5 separate regions of the Mus musculus genome follow, and regions 1, 2, 3 and 5 are each linked to region 4. The links are chromatin contacts, called in public ChIA-PET, HiChIP or PLAC-seq and promoter capture Hi-C maps. All regions are on one chromosome and are shown on one strand. The core of a region is the stretch at or near the end of the contact, and the rest is flanking DNA. Distances in the headings are between cores, read along the strand shown.

Region 1 (2,700 bases), core at 174-2,673, 930 kb after region 4:
AGTCATGGATCACGTTGCTAAACCAGCATAGTCCCTAATTACATCCTAAATACTCATCCCTACACCTATAGGTTAAGTGTAGTTCTCACTCTTCATCAAGGAAAACATCTTCTCCAGATAGAGATCATTACAGAAATTGAAACTGATCAGAATGCAGATTGGTGGAGCCCAGTCCCCACAGATAGAACTCCACCACAAGTCCTGAACTTAAGGCTCAGAGATCATTGTGGAAGAAGGGGAGGAAAAGCTGCAACAACCAGAGGACCAGACAGTTCGCTCTAAGATTTATCTCCTTAAAATGTCAGAGAAGCTACATCCGTGAAGTAACATAACCAACATGGCTGCCTAACTGACCTGAGCAAGGACAACATCAGCTAAGCATGGTGTAAGGGAGAAAGCGCACAGGGCCTCAATCCTAGCTAACTAAGGAATTCTGAGAGCTGGAGAAATAATCAGTTTTAGGGAAGAACATAGAAATTGGTTTTCCCATAGCAAATGATCAGCCTTGAAAACATATACCTACTTAACATACAGACTGAATAGGCTGTATTTATATATTTAGGAGCTATATCACAACAAAGAAGAGGCTATGAATTTGAAAGGGTGAGTGTGTGTGTGTGTGTGTGTGTGTGAATATGAGAGGTTTGGAGAGAGGCAGGGGAAAAATGATGTAATTATAATCCAAAAAGATTATAAGAAAAAATGGTGGGCAGGCAAGAATGAAAGTAAAGCTGTAGGAACACTGGCCAGGAAGATTGGTAGCTCTGGAATAAAAAAGCACAGCACTTGAAATTGTTTGTTACAGCGTAAGTAGGCAAGGGTCACTAGGTTTATTACTTAGTAAGTGAACAGAGTGAACAAGGATTGTATGAGACAGAGTGGGAAGAAAAGTCCTTAACCGTCCACGCATATCATTGCAGACGATTCCTAAAGGATCGCTAAATAATGGCGGTTGATTTTTCAGTGACTGGGAAGAAAGGCAGGAAAGTCTTTTCTGGGTGGTCTCCAGGGATGAACGAAAATGTCAGTCCCAAGGCAGTACCTTGAGACGAAAATGAAGGTCTCCCTCTCTAGTTTTTTGGTAAGTAGTAATAAATTTTTTGAGGCTTATATGAAGCACTGAGCAAACAACTGGAAGAAGAGCAGTTTTACTCGCGGAGTGCCACTTGCCTGCCTTCCAGAGGCGAACCCGCAAGCCTAGGCCTTGCCTCTGCTCCCGGGCTGTAGCTTCCGGCTTAGTAGCTGCAGGCTCCGCCCACCACCTTAACCCTTCCCGGTGATCGTCAACTGGGGCGCAACCTTTCGGGGACCGAGTTCTACCGGAGCTCCGGAGCTTTCGTGCGGCGCTGCCACATTGGCTCCGACTATGGGCGGGGCCTCAGTGTTGGGTTCTAGGCGCTTGCGCAGCCAGCTCTGACCTGCCAGAACACACGTCTTTTTCCGGGGGCGCGCGTGCCAGTGAGTGAGCGTGCGCGTTCTTGCTGCCGCCAGTGTTGCTTCCGCCGTCCTCTGCCGCTGCTACGGCTGTCGCCGCCCGGGATCCTCAGGCCGAGCAGTAGGCCGGCCGGCTGCCCACCACTGCCCCGGGACGGAAAGCGGAGCCGCGGAACCGGTGGACCGGCGGGCGTGCCGACAGGTGAGCTCACTCTCCAGTGGCTCTCAAATTAGGTGGGGCCGCGGGGTTCAAGCTGCCGGAGCCGGGCAAAGGGGAGGGGAAGTGGGGCGAGGGCGCCGCAGCAGGAGGTGAAAGCTGCCCGCAGCGGAAATGGCGGCGACCCTCAGCAGCGGCGGCGAGCCCGGCCCTGGGCACCACTAGGCCCTGCTCGACCTTGCGCACGGCGGGGCGGCGCGGAGACGAGGCTTTCCGGGCCAACTCCGGTTCGCACGCGCGGCCGCCTCCGCGGCTCCCGGAACGCAGAAACTGGTGTGTAGGGAGGCGGGCAGTAAAGGCTCCGAGGCTTGTTCACATTCTGGGACGCAGAAATTGCCTTATAGTTGTAAATTTCAAAGGCATTTGATGTATAAAAAAACCCCTAGTTTATATACCTAGGGACGACATTTTAAGAGGCGATTTTGTGTCGTGCTCTTTGGGGAGAGAATTAGGGACTCATTCGTTTAGGCTCCAACTTGTGTTATATGGCTGGATTAAAGACTTGTTTTTCCTTGTGTCTAGGAGATGATTTCTCCGAATTCATTAAGTGCATCTTCGGAAAAATAATGCAAAAGGTAGCTTTAATTTGTTTTCAGATTGGACTTTGGGGAAATTGGGTCGCCGTTTGTTGGACGCTCAGCTGATCATTCATCCTTTATAGGCAGTGTGTCTCAATTGCTAGTGGTTTGTCTGTTTAAACATCAAAACGCTACTTAATAACACAAAGAATTATATTGTCCCATATATTGTCGTGGTTGCCTAAAGACAAAACTCTAATCGTAGGATAATTTTGTTCATTTATTTGCTTTCTTTAAGGAAAGCGTGATCTGTTAGGTGACATTAAAAGCCAGGACTTTCCGCAGTTTCTAACTTAATATGTGTTACGAATCTGTTACCTGTATCAGTATTTTCATACTTAGGCTGGCCCTGTGTGTGTGGACCGCAAGTGTGGAGCCAGTGGAGCCTCTAAATTCGTTCGGGTTTGGGAACAGGGTACCTGCCCTTGGATTCTTTAAGCACCGTGCCGCACAATCTCTTTGCCCCAGCAG
Region 2 (2,700 bases), core at 51-2,550, 650 kb after region 4:
CAGACTTGATAGCGCATAGGCGTTGGGAAGCTAGGCCTGCGGCCCACCTTACGCCAGATCTTGCTCTCTGCTGCTTGCTTGAAGCGGGCCAGCAAGATCTCCCTGGGGCAGGTGTGCTCTACCTCACGCAGAATGTAGGTACTCTCATTGAGGCACTGGGTGCAGCGGGAGCAGCCCAGGTAAAGGTCTACCTTAGCACAGAGTCCGGCTAAGGATGGCCCGTTGGTGGCGGATGTGCTGGCCGACCTCAGACTGCAACCCACGGATGCCATCTCGGACAAAGGCCAGGTCCTTCAGGATTGTGAGCCAGGCTTCTGGGCAGCTGCTGTACTGAAACCGTCAGCCCTGGAGAGGTGATAGGACAAGAGAAGCAAGTCAGCCCAAGGTCAAGAAGGACCTACACCTCTGTCGGGTGTAGGACAGAGACTTCTGCCCAGTCTTGGCTTGTTGGGGGAACTCTAACTCAACCTTTCCTCCTGAAAGGCCTCTCCAAGTCCTGCCCAAGTGGCTGCTGGAAAAAAAAAAGAGTTGGGAGGCCTCAGAATCCTCCATCTGGTAACTCTGGGGCTCCTGGCCGTCTGAAGAGAGTACCCCCTTTCTTGAGACCTGCTAGTTGACTGCTGGGACTACTATAGCCCACCTGGACTTGGCAACAGGAGCCTCTGAAGGGGAGGACACAGCCTTGTAGAAATTCCGCTCTACCCAGGTTGGATAGCCCTCCTCAGAGCTCCCATAGAGATGCCAGAAGGAGAGGCAATGCCCAGAGCCCAGAGTCTTAGTTAGTACCACCACCCAGCAAGGATGGGCGAGAGAACAGCTAGCTCCCTGAAACACCTAGTCAGGTCATATCTCTCTCTCTCTCTCTCTCTCTCTCTCTCTCTCTCTCTCTCTCTCTCTCTCACTCATACATGCCAAGCAAATAATCTATTACTGACCTATACCCTAGCCCTCTAAACTTTCAAGGCAATCGTTGAGGTACAAAGATTATGTTTTAAATGGAAAGAATGAGCAACAGGCAAAGCCTGCAGTCCCTCCCTGCACTCCTCTGTGGAGTTTTCTAAGTCGTCAGAGCTAGAACCCCATACCCGGCAGCTGGAGAAGCAGGAAGAGGGGTCCATGGAGTTGTCCGATGCTAGGGTCTGTCTGAGGCCACTGATCTTGCCCATTTGCAGGCAAAGGGGTGGTCTTCACACCTCTCTAGGTGGCCCCTCCAGTCCCCAGCCACCACCCCATACTCACCCAGTGCACCAGCATCGACTTAAGAGTAGCGATCAGTTTCGTTTCTGCCCCTGGGGCGACTCAGAACTCTGACGACAGAGCACGGAAATTACCTCACTGCCCCCCCTGCCCCGCCCCTGCCCCGCCCTCAAGTGATAGCCTCCCTCCCAGACCTGGCGGAGCTCCCTGGCCCTAGGAAGATTTCCCCCACTCCCCACCTCCACAGTCCCCTTGAGGTCAACACAGCAGGATTTAACCTGGCCCTTTCCCGGTCCCTCCCCCTACTCATACTTAGACGTCTGTACTCTCTTGTGTGGGAACCGTAAGATGAGCCCCAGGGTAGATGGCTTTAGGATTAAAAAAAAAAAAAAAAAAGCCCCTATTTGGGAGTGGGAGAGCCTTTGCCTATAGAGCCTTGGGAAATTTACTCTGGGTGCTATAGCCAAAGGCTAGGGTCCTTGGGAGCAGGGCCAGACAGGCAAGGAACAGAGAACTCTATGCTGGGGCAGGACCTGTTCCTAAAAGGCACTAGACTTCTTCCTTGAAGCGCTAATAATTTTAGTCAATGCTGTGCCTGGCATGGCCCCCGTGGGGACAGAGTGACATGGTTCCTACCCTTGGAATAGGGTCCTGGTGTGAGCCTCCAGGAGTGTCAAATGGCTGCTGTGGGCATAAGGCAAGTTTGTATAATAATGTACATATTTCACATTCCTTCGAGGAATGTCCTCTCTGTTAACATTAATGACTCCAGGAGAATTAGAAACAGCAGAGTCCAGGAGTCGAGGATGTGGCTATGTCTCTGCAAAATGGTAAACACTGGAACCCTCAGGACAGCCCTTGAGGCTATGGGAAAGAGCTCTAAATACGGGAATTTGAAAATATATAATTTCTTAACTATCCAAAAATATAAGGATGCGATATGAATTATGAGGGGTTTCATGAATTTAAAGGAACAGAGACAGGTACACAATGAGCCAACTTGTCGCAAAGATACAAAAGCATAAGGCATGCAGGTTCCTGAGTTTAAGGTCAGCCTAGGACAGAGCAAGGTTAGACTCAGGCGTGATGGAAACGGTGCATGGTGGAAATAATTTCAGGGCAGGGTCCCAACAAACTAGCATGTCATCTAGGCTTAACTAAGGCAGACAGATCTCTGAATTCTTTTGCAATGTTAAGAGAAAATGTATGTTTGCTGTCTCTGAATCAAAAGGTTGGGGTCACAGGACGCTGATTAATAGGATAATCAAAAGAGCACCTGGAATAAATAAGTGAATTGATATGGAAATTTAAAAACTGGGCTTTTGGTCTGCATGAGATGAGCTAGCAGAATGGAATAGCAGTTCTTTGGAATTTTCTCTAGTGATGGTTAAGCTACCTGGAGATCTCTGGAGAGCAAAAAGAGCTCTTCAAGAGGTTTTTCTTAACAGGATTTCTGACTTGGTCTGAAGATCCAAATTTTATTTTCTTTTTTAATATAGCAGC
Region 3 (2,700 bases), core at 67-2,566, 600 kb after region 4:
TAGGCATATATCCTTTACTTTCTTTTCAGAGGGAATTTTCACTACAGGAAATAGCTAATAACCACTGGAGATGCCCATGTACTTGACCAGGACAGTTCAGGGTAAGTCATAGAATCTGAAGTACATAACACTATGAAGACAGAAGTCTCACCCTCCTGGTGTCACCAGGACGGTCCTTATCAGTGGCCTTACTCACTTGTACTGCTGTCATGTCAACTGCCCCCACCTCTTTTTCATTACACCTTACCCATCTCCTTTATGATCTCTAAACCAGCACCCCTACTGGACCATTTCTTGTCTGGTTTTCCCGAGCCTGGATCAATGCTTGCACAGAGTAGGTCTCAACAAATCCAAGCAAAGGGTCCCAGCCAAGCAGCCTTGAGACTTCGGCGACACAAGAGCCTCCTCCTGGGATCCTACTAGCCTCAGCCTAGTCGGTTCTCCCTGAGCCTCCAATGAAGTCCAGCATCTTTGGTTATAGGAGAAGCATGCTGCACGAAGCTGGCTCATGATCCTCTCGGTCTGACAGAACACAGGCTGCTGAGGAAGGGAAGGGTGGGCAGGGCATGCTGGCCAGCCCTAACTTGATTCCCCCCAAACATGAGTCTCCGACCAACAATGGAAGCTACTAGAGACTGTCTCTGTTAGAGCTCTCTCTGACCCCAAGGCTTCGTCTGTCTTCCATCACTCCTCTCCAAACAGAACACAGGTTGGGAATGATGAACAACAATGCGAGTCAGGACTTGAAAGACAGACAGCTCCTCAGCTTACCAAGGGCAGGCTATTCCCTACAGGACCGCTTGGGGGCTCCAGGCACCATCCAGTGAGCCCAGAAAACAGAGATTGCGATGGTAGGGAGGTGCGCGGCAACAGCTTGTGCTTACTTATGTTAAACAGATCCACTCAGTCAAGGGTCGGAGTGAGGTACGTGGAAAATAAAGCCTGCGGGGACCAGCGAAAGCAGCGGGCAGCCCCAAGTAAAGGGAACAAGAACACCAAACAGGCTGTACTACATGAGACCACATCCGAGAGGGTGGCACAGACTGAGGGGCACATGAGATTCTTTAACCTCTTCTATCCGGGTTCGAGTCCGAACCAGGCAGGAAAAAAGCAGCAGAGCTGGTTTCGACTGGAGCGAAACCACAGATGTTTGATCAAGGAGGTTAGGGCCAATGTGGAACTTTGCAGAACCTAGCATTGCAGAAGGTAGGGTGGATTCTTGCTCCGCTCGGGGTGGAGTCTAATAGGGAAGGGCGGGACCACTTCGTGCTACTTCTGGTCTATCAGGGGAGCTCAAAAGTCTCATGGGTGGGCCCGCTGTGAAGCGGGAGGGGCTTTGACGCGCGCCCCGCCTCCCAGTGGTGCGTCTTTTGCGGTGCAGGAAAGCTACTAAGTACGCGCGTGCGCATAGCGCGCGTGGGTCCTAAAGTGGTGTTTCGTGGGTTATCTTTGCAAATGGGCTCCGCGGCCTAGCGCCCTGGTGGCCTAAAAACGAAGCCTGCAAGGAAGGGGTTCTCCGCCGAGGTGAGGGCAGTGACGAAGGCAGCCGGCGGTGGGGTGGGGGAGGCGCGTCTTCTTGGGGCCAGGAGCAGACAAAGCCCCTTTGTCTCACCACGCAGCCGGACCGGGCTGGTTGGAGCCGCTTGGAAACCTGGCACTGTCAGGACCCGGGAGACTCGGGGAACCCTCCGGTGTGCGGTGACCAGGGCCCACATTCTGCTCTCGTCTCCGCAGCGCCTCGGTCCTGAAGCATGGCAGCCATCCCTTCCAGCGGCTCGCTCGTGGCTACCCATGACTACTATCGGCGTAAGTAGCCCCTCGCCAGCCCCGCCCAGGGCTGGCCCAGGGCCCTGTGGCTGACCCGCCTCCCCTTCCCAGGACGCCTGGGCTCCTCGTCCAGCAGCAGCTCCGGCGGAAGTGCCGAGTACCCTGGGGACGCCGTGCTCCAGTCCCCGGGTAAGTGCAGAACCAGCCAGCGGAAGGGCAGAGTTCACGTCCTAAGGCGGAGTGGGGTGGGGGATGGGTAGCGTGGAGAAGGACTTGACCCCATCGTGACCCTCCTTTGCTCCTCAGGTCTTCCCAAAGCCGACCCGGGCCACTGGTGGGCCAGCTTCTTTTTCGGGAAATCCACACTCCCGTTCATGACTACAGTGTTGGAGTCTCCTGAGCGGTGAGTCCATCTTCCATGTGGTTGTGGGGGTGGCCCCAATTAAAGCAAATGCCGACCCAGTGACCTATGCTCTCCTTACAGCTCGGCAGAATCCCCCCAGGTCTCCAGAAGCCCGATGACCTGTGGCCTGACTCCTGAAACCATGAAGCAGCAGCCAGTCATCCATTCTGGCCAGACCAACCCCAGGGACCTTTCCTGACCTATCAGAATCTGCAGCCTGCCCAAGCTGAAGTGGTGCTAGGCCAGTGCCTACCCTCTCGACCCTCCCTGTAAACTAGGAAGGCTGAACAAGAGAAACCAGTAGAAGCTGGAGAGAGCCCCCTCTTGGTTCACAGCACTGAACTTTCCTGACCCCATAACTGTGTCTTGGCACAAAGCAGAAAATAAACTCACAGCAGCCACCCTCCCCTGGTATGTTTGAAACATTACTGAATCCAGCCTTGCTTCCTGCTGGATGCTATACTGCTCCCAGGCTTTCCTGACAGCTCCTTGAGACCCTTCCCAGTGATACCCCTGCATCTGGTGAGATA
Region 4 (2,700 bases), core at 79-2,578:
GCTGAGGGAGTCTCCACAGTGGCCCACCAGTCTGATTTTGGTGGTTTCTGAGGTTCCAACTCAAGGAACTATGGAACTTTAACATACTGTAGTCTCTGTTACATACTGCATTGTTATAGTTATTGTTATACTCTATAAATATATAGAGACAATATGTTTTCACCTTGAGATTCCCAGAATGTTACAGGTTCGAATTTAGTAAAGAAGGCCACACTTGAAGGTCATAAACATATACATATAAGCCTGATTAACATTATTTGGAATATGGCTATATAAAAGGATTATTTTCTCTATGTAGGCAGTCTTAAAGCAAATTTTGTCAACTATCCTAGAATTGAGAACTCTCAACTGGTGAGAAACTTCAACCATGGTGGACTTAGGGTCCTTTACCCTGCTGCCCACCCATGTCTCCCTTACCTTCCATTGCTTTCTTGCTTCAAACAGTATGTTACATAACAAGGTCGAGCTCATGGCCACAGTCGGCAGTAGAGGCCACCTAACATCCAAAGGCTACCTAGCCACATGAGCCCAGGAAATCTGCAGTGGGCAGGAGTGGGACTGAACTCACAAAGCAGAGGGAGTGTGGAACTGGCTCAATTGGGAAAAAACAAAAACAAAAACAAAAACAAAAACAAAAGCCTTGATAACAGGAGAACCTGCGTTTGATTACCACCTAGAAGCTGCGCTTGGTGGTGTGTAACTGTAATTACGGTGCTGGGGAGGCAGAGACAGTAGTGTCCCAGGGATTTGCTGCTTAGCAACCTCAAGTAACCTATGCACTCCAGGTACCTAACCCTAACCCTAACCCTAACCCTGAATGAAAGTGTGAACAAGCTACTCAGGAAATACTCAATACCGACCTCTGGTGTCCTTGGGCAGCCAAACACACACAGATACACACACACACACACACACACACACACACACACACACACACACACACATACAAAGTGAGCTATACAGAGGGCAGCCAGGAAGATCTGCAGTTAGACAGGTCGACAAAGATTAGGAACCTGCACCCAGACGGCTGGCAGGAAGAGGCACTTCCCGTAGGACTGAAGAGAAACCTTCCTAGCATCCCTCTCTGGATAGTCTGCAGGGAAGTGAAATCTCAAGGGGGCGGACCTGGGGCTGAGTCCAAAGTGGTGCGTCTTCCCGGAGGGGATAGAGGCAGGAATCCCGGTGCACGCGCCTCCAGGGTTGTCCTTCTGGGCGGGGGGCGGGGGGCACTGCCTTCTCCAGGACACCGCTTCCCGCCTAGCTCCGAGCGTAGCAGCCCCTGCTGGGGGACTCCGCGCAAGGGCGGAAACTGAGCGGTGGGCGGGACCTGGCGCCGCCCCGCCCCCGCGCTTCCTCCTCTTTCACTTTCCTTTCCGCGGAAAGCGGGTCCAGCCTGTCGAGTATGGACGACCCGGAATGCGATTCCACCTGGGAGGACGAGAGCGAGGAGGACGGCGAGGATGGCCAGGCGGATGATACGACCGATGAGGACACGGGCGACGATGACGGCGACGCGGAGGAGGCACGGCCAAGCCTGTTCCAGGTGCGGTGCGGGAGGACCGGAGGGCGACAGGACAACGCCAGGCCGTGATCGCCGGGCCCAGGCCGCTGTCCCCTAGGGGGACGCCGGGCCCAGGCCTTGGCGGACCGAGCGCTGGTGACGTCAAGGAAGCGACTGATGGGGGTCGTCCGTGGGTGACGTCAGAGCGCGCCCCAGGGCCTCATCCTGCGTGGGTGGCCTTTCCTCAGGTTGCCCTCCCTCCACCCCACACTCAGCCCCTACCCCACTTCAGACAGCCTCCACTGGCTCAGAAGTGACCCCGGCCTAGGACGCCGGGAGCAGGGGTCTGTCTATCTGCCCTTAGCTCTGGTAACTTTTGTTGCCACCCGGAGCATGTTCCGTTATACTTTTGTATCAAGCCGCATGTAAACCTCAGTGGCGTTCTGTAAGACGCACTGGCCTGCTTATAGCTGTGATTCCGGGTGTGATGGAGAACCTAGAAAAACGAGAGTGAGGATTATGACCCCAAAATCCATTCTCCCCATCGCTTCGATCTCTAGTTGTCTGCTCTGTATGGGAAAGCAGCCCCGAATCTGGAGAAGCTCTCAGGCAGGCCAGAGCTAGCCTCTGCCTGACCACATTGGGATGAAGCTGAGGCTGGGTAGTCAGGTTTGTAGTGCAGGCTCAGGCCCCTCCTGTGGGTGGTAAGGCCTCCCAAAAGCTCTGATAGAACTGCTGTTTCTCCACAAAAGGTCTTAGATCCTACCTGAAACAGTAGTCACTTAAGAGCCTATCCCAGGCCTGGTGGCACAGTGTCTTTGTCACACTGGGCCAGGGAGAAGCAGGGGTTTACAAAGATGAGGCTTCATTCACCCATCCATCAGACCCATCCAGAGGCATCTAGGTTTTTTTCTTGAGGCTGTGGCTGGCAAAGTAGCTCCCCTTGGGGATACAGCCCAGTGACTATTCACAGAATCATAGGACGAGAAATACTACAGTACTCAGAGACTAGGGTTGGAGTGGGGGCACATAAAGATCTTGGACCAAAATGAGGTTGACCAGCAGACCAAGGAGGAGATGCAGCTGGGACTTAAAGACAGAAGAGCATTAGCCACACACCTGGGCAGCTTGCAGGCTAGATTAGGCCAAGGCTCCCTACAGAGGAAAATTGAGTACTGAGAGGTGCAGAGGTGGTTGTT
Region 5 (2,700 bases), core at 32-2,531, 990 kb after region 4:
CCCCCCCCAAGGCTCTGGGTGAGTACCTATTAACTTCTCTCCACTCTCTAATCCCAAATCCATCTCCACTTTGCATATCGACATGAAAGCCAATGGCGGTGCTGGCTAAGGTCAGACAACTCCAAGGAAAAGGCCTCAGGGGCAGGCAGATAGGGAGCCAGGTGCTGGGAAAGGCAATAGGAGAAACCTCAAGCTGGGCTTTAGTCTACCAGCGACTCCCTCCCCTACTGCTGCCAGTGCCTGAGGCACCAGGGCAGTTTGTATCTTCTCAAGGTGTATCCCCAGGAACCTTCGGAGGAGGAATTTGGCCACGGCCTCACAAAGTCTGACTCCTGGTCAGAATGCCTGGAGTGTGTGAACTAGCTGGGATTCACCTCATCCACTGCCAGCACCTCACTTTCTAAAGGCGTCCGGGGTTACAGCTTCTCAGGCGGTGCACTGTGGCATGCAAAGCCGGAAGACATTTGGCCTTCAACTGACTCATACAGACCGGAAGAGGTGTCACGAGCAGTTTCCAAGCATGGTCACTGCCCCCTGGCGGCCACGACCTAGAGTTGCTACAAGTGATGATCAGGCCGAGTGAAGACAAGGACCCTTAAGTCTCCTACTTCCTACAAGGACCCTTATCTCCCCTTCCATTCTCCTGAAAGCCTCGAAAGTCTCAAAGGCCCCCAAACTCTCGGACAGGTGGCAATCACCACCCCATCTTACATTCACAAGCACCACTGGCCGCCAGGTGCAACTTTGCGCTCAATTTCGACGAACTCAGAAGGTCGAACACGCCTACCGCCCAGCTGGGGGCCCAGAGCCAAGTGCGCACCCACTAGGAACAGAGACCCACGCTAAAGATGTCAAACAGGTTTCCATTCTCAGTGCCTCCAAAAGCTGGAGCTTGGGCCAGTTCCGCCTTCCGTCCGCTGGGGCCCTCCAGGTCGTCTGCCACCTCCCTCTCCCTGGCAGGGGGTGGCTGACACATAGCCCAGGAGGCCCCAGGGCGCTGGAGAGCCGCCGAAACCTGTCCAGGATCCACAAGGCTGTAGAGATCAAGCTGCCCATCTATGGAGATGCCGGGAGCCGTCCCGGCTCTAGGAAGAGATGCAAGCCGTGCTCCGACCCCTCCCAAGAGACAAGCGCGGCCCCTGCCTTATTCAGGCCCGCGCCTACCGGTCCTCGCACGCCGTTTCATTCTGCTCGGCCTGGCGGCCAGGCACGTCTGGGGCCACAGCAGACTGCAGGGGCGAAGGGGCGGCGCTCATTGAGGCCGGCGGCGCAGCCATGGCGTCCCGAACCTGGCGGAGGCCGGGGAGGCGCACCGGGAGGCAGGCACGCTGCGGACTACAATCCCCACAAGGCCGTGCGGCAAGCCCCGAGAATGACCTTTGCCTCAACACAAACTCAGCCACACAAAATCCCTGGAAAAAAAAAATCAATAAACATTTATTTGATACAGTGACTTTAATACATAGTTGATGGCCCACCACCGCACCACTCCGGGCCAGGGGATGAGGATGAGGACAGATGACCACAAGGCGGGCAGGACCAAAGCTCACCTCAAAACATCTTGCAAATAAAACACTTTGTAGATAGAATATATATGCATGTATATCTATGGTTACAAGTGATAGCCAGAAATGCACTTGTGTAATGAGAACTGCATTATAACCAAACCAAGGAACCCAAAGTTTAGGAGGCGCTGCAGTCAGGTATGTGGGGTGACCTGGGAAACCAGGTCTCCAGGGCAAGGGACCTGGGTTTCACCCAACAGGGGAACAGCTCTCCCTTCAGAACCACCATAGGGACAGGAAGATCCCAAAGCCTCCAGGAGGCACCATCATCTGCCTGTGCAGGAACATAAAGTGCACCCTGGTTCTGCATGAAATGTCTGCCCTTGGCACTTCTGTTTTTTTAGGGCAGGGCAAGCGCTGAGCCAGAGGTAGATCTGTAGAGACCCTGACTTTTGCATTTTGCCAAGGACCCAGGGTTGGTTTGGCCCTCTAAGTCTATGCCCACCCACCTTCTGTAGCTCTGCCATGATGGTCCCTCTTACTGAGGATCTGTGTAGGCTGGTGGTTACCTTTGGGCCATAGTAGGGAGGTGGGCAGACCGATGAGCCCTGCCACCATGGAAGAGCTTTACAGTCTAGTTTGCCACTACTTACCAGTCACCACAGGCTGGTACCTATCCAACTGCAGCTTTTGACAGCTGCCCCAAAACTGACCTCAAAGACTGAGTTAAAGTGCTAACATCAAGTTACCCAGAACAGTCCCATAGCAAGGCTGTATATGGGCTTTCTGGTTCGTCCTGGAAAACTCAGCCCCCAGCAAACCCAGGTCCTACTTCTCCCTACAAGTGCCAAGTACCTGAGAGGCTAGGGTGGATGGTCACACCCCACAGAGGTGTTGTGAAAAGTGCACTTTGGCCCCCTTCCCTTCCACAGTTGCACACAACCACTCCAAAGCCCCAGCCTACCCTTTGACACTGGATCATACCCACCTCTGTAGCCACCTCTGACCACATCAAAGTGTGTAGGAATTGGAGAGTCCATTCAACACCTACAACACACCAGGCCATGGTTACCTTGCCCAGAGTCAGAGCCTTTCTAAATACATGTGTACAAGGACCTCACCCCAAATCTCCCTGGAGCTGGCCTTCTTGGAAACGCTCCCTGCTGAGGCTGGGGGCAGGTGCTAGTCAGTACCA

The links. Promoter capture Hi-C pulls out the DNA fragments that hold promoters and counts their contacts. ChIA-PET counts read pairs in DNA pulled down with a chosen protein or histone mark. HiChIP or PLAC-seq counts read pairs in DNA pulled down with a chosen protein or histone mark.
Region 1: a promoter capture Hi-C map of fetal liver shows a contact between it and region 4, with 5 times the contacts expected there. The contact joins the promoter of Dnajc5 here to the promoter of Ogfr in region 4. A contact is called at or near these places in 4 of 39 promoter capture datasets (fetal liver, liver and pre-B cells) and 2 of 115 datasets of contacts at active chromatin or transcription factors (large pre-B cells and memory CD8 T cells).
Region 2: an RNA polymerase II ChIA-PET map of effector CD8 T cells shows a contact between it and region 4, with 5 read pairs. The contact joins the promoter of Helz2 here to the promoter of Ogfr in region 4. A contact is called at or near these places in 2 of 115 datasets of contacts at active chromatin or transcription factors (bone marrow-derived dendritic cells and effector CD8 T cells).
Region 3: a contact with region 4 is called in an RNA polymerase II ChIA-PET map of memory CD8 T cells, with 8 read pairs. The contact joins the promoter of Ppdpf here to the promoter of Ogfr in region 4. A contact is called at or near these places in 1 of 39 promoter capture datasets (liver), 1 of 484 Hi-C or Micro-C datasets (CD8 T cells) and 3 of 115 datasets of contacts at active chromatin or transcription factors (effector CD8 T cells, memory CD8 T cells and pancreatic cancer cells).
Region 5: a contact with region 4 is called in an H3K27ac HiChIP or PLAC-seq map of double positive thymocytes, with 4 times the contacts expected there. The contact joins the promoter of Uckl1 here to the promoter of Ogfr in region 4. A contact is called at or near these places in 2 of 39 promoter capture datasets (liver and pre-B cells), 2 of 484 Hi-C or Micro-C datasets (CD8 T cells and erythroblasts), 3 of 115 datasets of contacts at active chromatin or transcription factors (astrocytes, double positive thymocytes and embryonic stem cells) and 2 of 9 other capture datasets (adipose tissue and liver).

Annotation. Positions count from the first base shown.
Region 1 is chr2:181,519,062-181,521,761 of GRCm38.p6, forward strand. Dnajc5 (DnaJ heat shock protein family (Hsp40) member C5) reads left to right here and starts at 1,424. Exons shown (of 5, transcript NM_016775.3): 1 at 1,424-1,636.
Region 2 is chr2:181,240,727-181,243,426 of GRCm38.p6, forward strand. Helz2 (helicase with zinc finger 2, transcriptional coactivator) reads right to left here and starts at 1,301. Exons shown (of 19, transcript NM_183162.2): 1 at 1,240-1,301; 2 at 1-345. The coding sequence starts at 272.
Region 3 is chr2:181,185,931-181,188,630 of GRCm38.p6, forward strand. Ppdpf (pancreatic progenitor cell differentiation and proliferation factor) reads left to right here and starts at 1,317. Exons shown (of 5, transcript NM_001356427.1): 1 at 1,317-1,524; 2 at 1,735-1,806; 3 at 1,879-1,956; 4 at 2,074-2,170; 5 at 2,252-2,574. The coding sequence starts at 1,752. The coding sequence ends at 2,369.
Region 4 is chr2:180,588,079-180,590,778 of GRCm38.p6, forward strand. Ogfr (opioid growth factor receptor) reads left to right here and starts at 1,329. Exons shown (of 7, transcript NM_031373.3): 1 at 1,329-1,543. The coding sequence starts at 1,403.
Region 5 is chr2:181,580,692-181,583,391 of GRCm38.p6, forward strand. It overlaps Uckl1 (uridine-cytidine kinase 1-like 1), which reads right to left and starts at 1,282. Exons shown (of 15, transcript NM_026765.3): 1 at 1,165-1,282. The coding sequence starts at 1,277. It overlaps Zfp512b (zinc finger protein 512B), which reads right to left. Exons shown (of 17, transcript NM_001164597.1): 17 at 1,412-2,700. All of the region lies in intron 2 of Uckl1os (uridine-cytidine kinase 1-like 1, opposite strand), which reads left to right.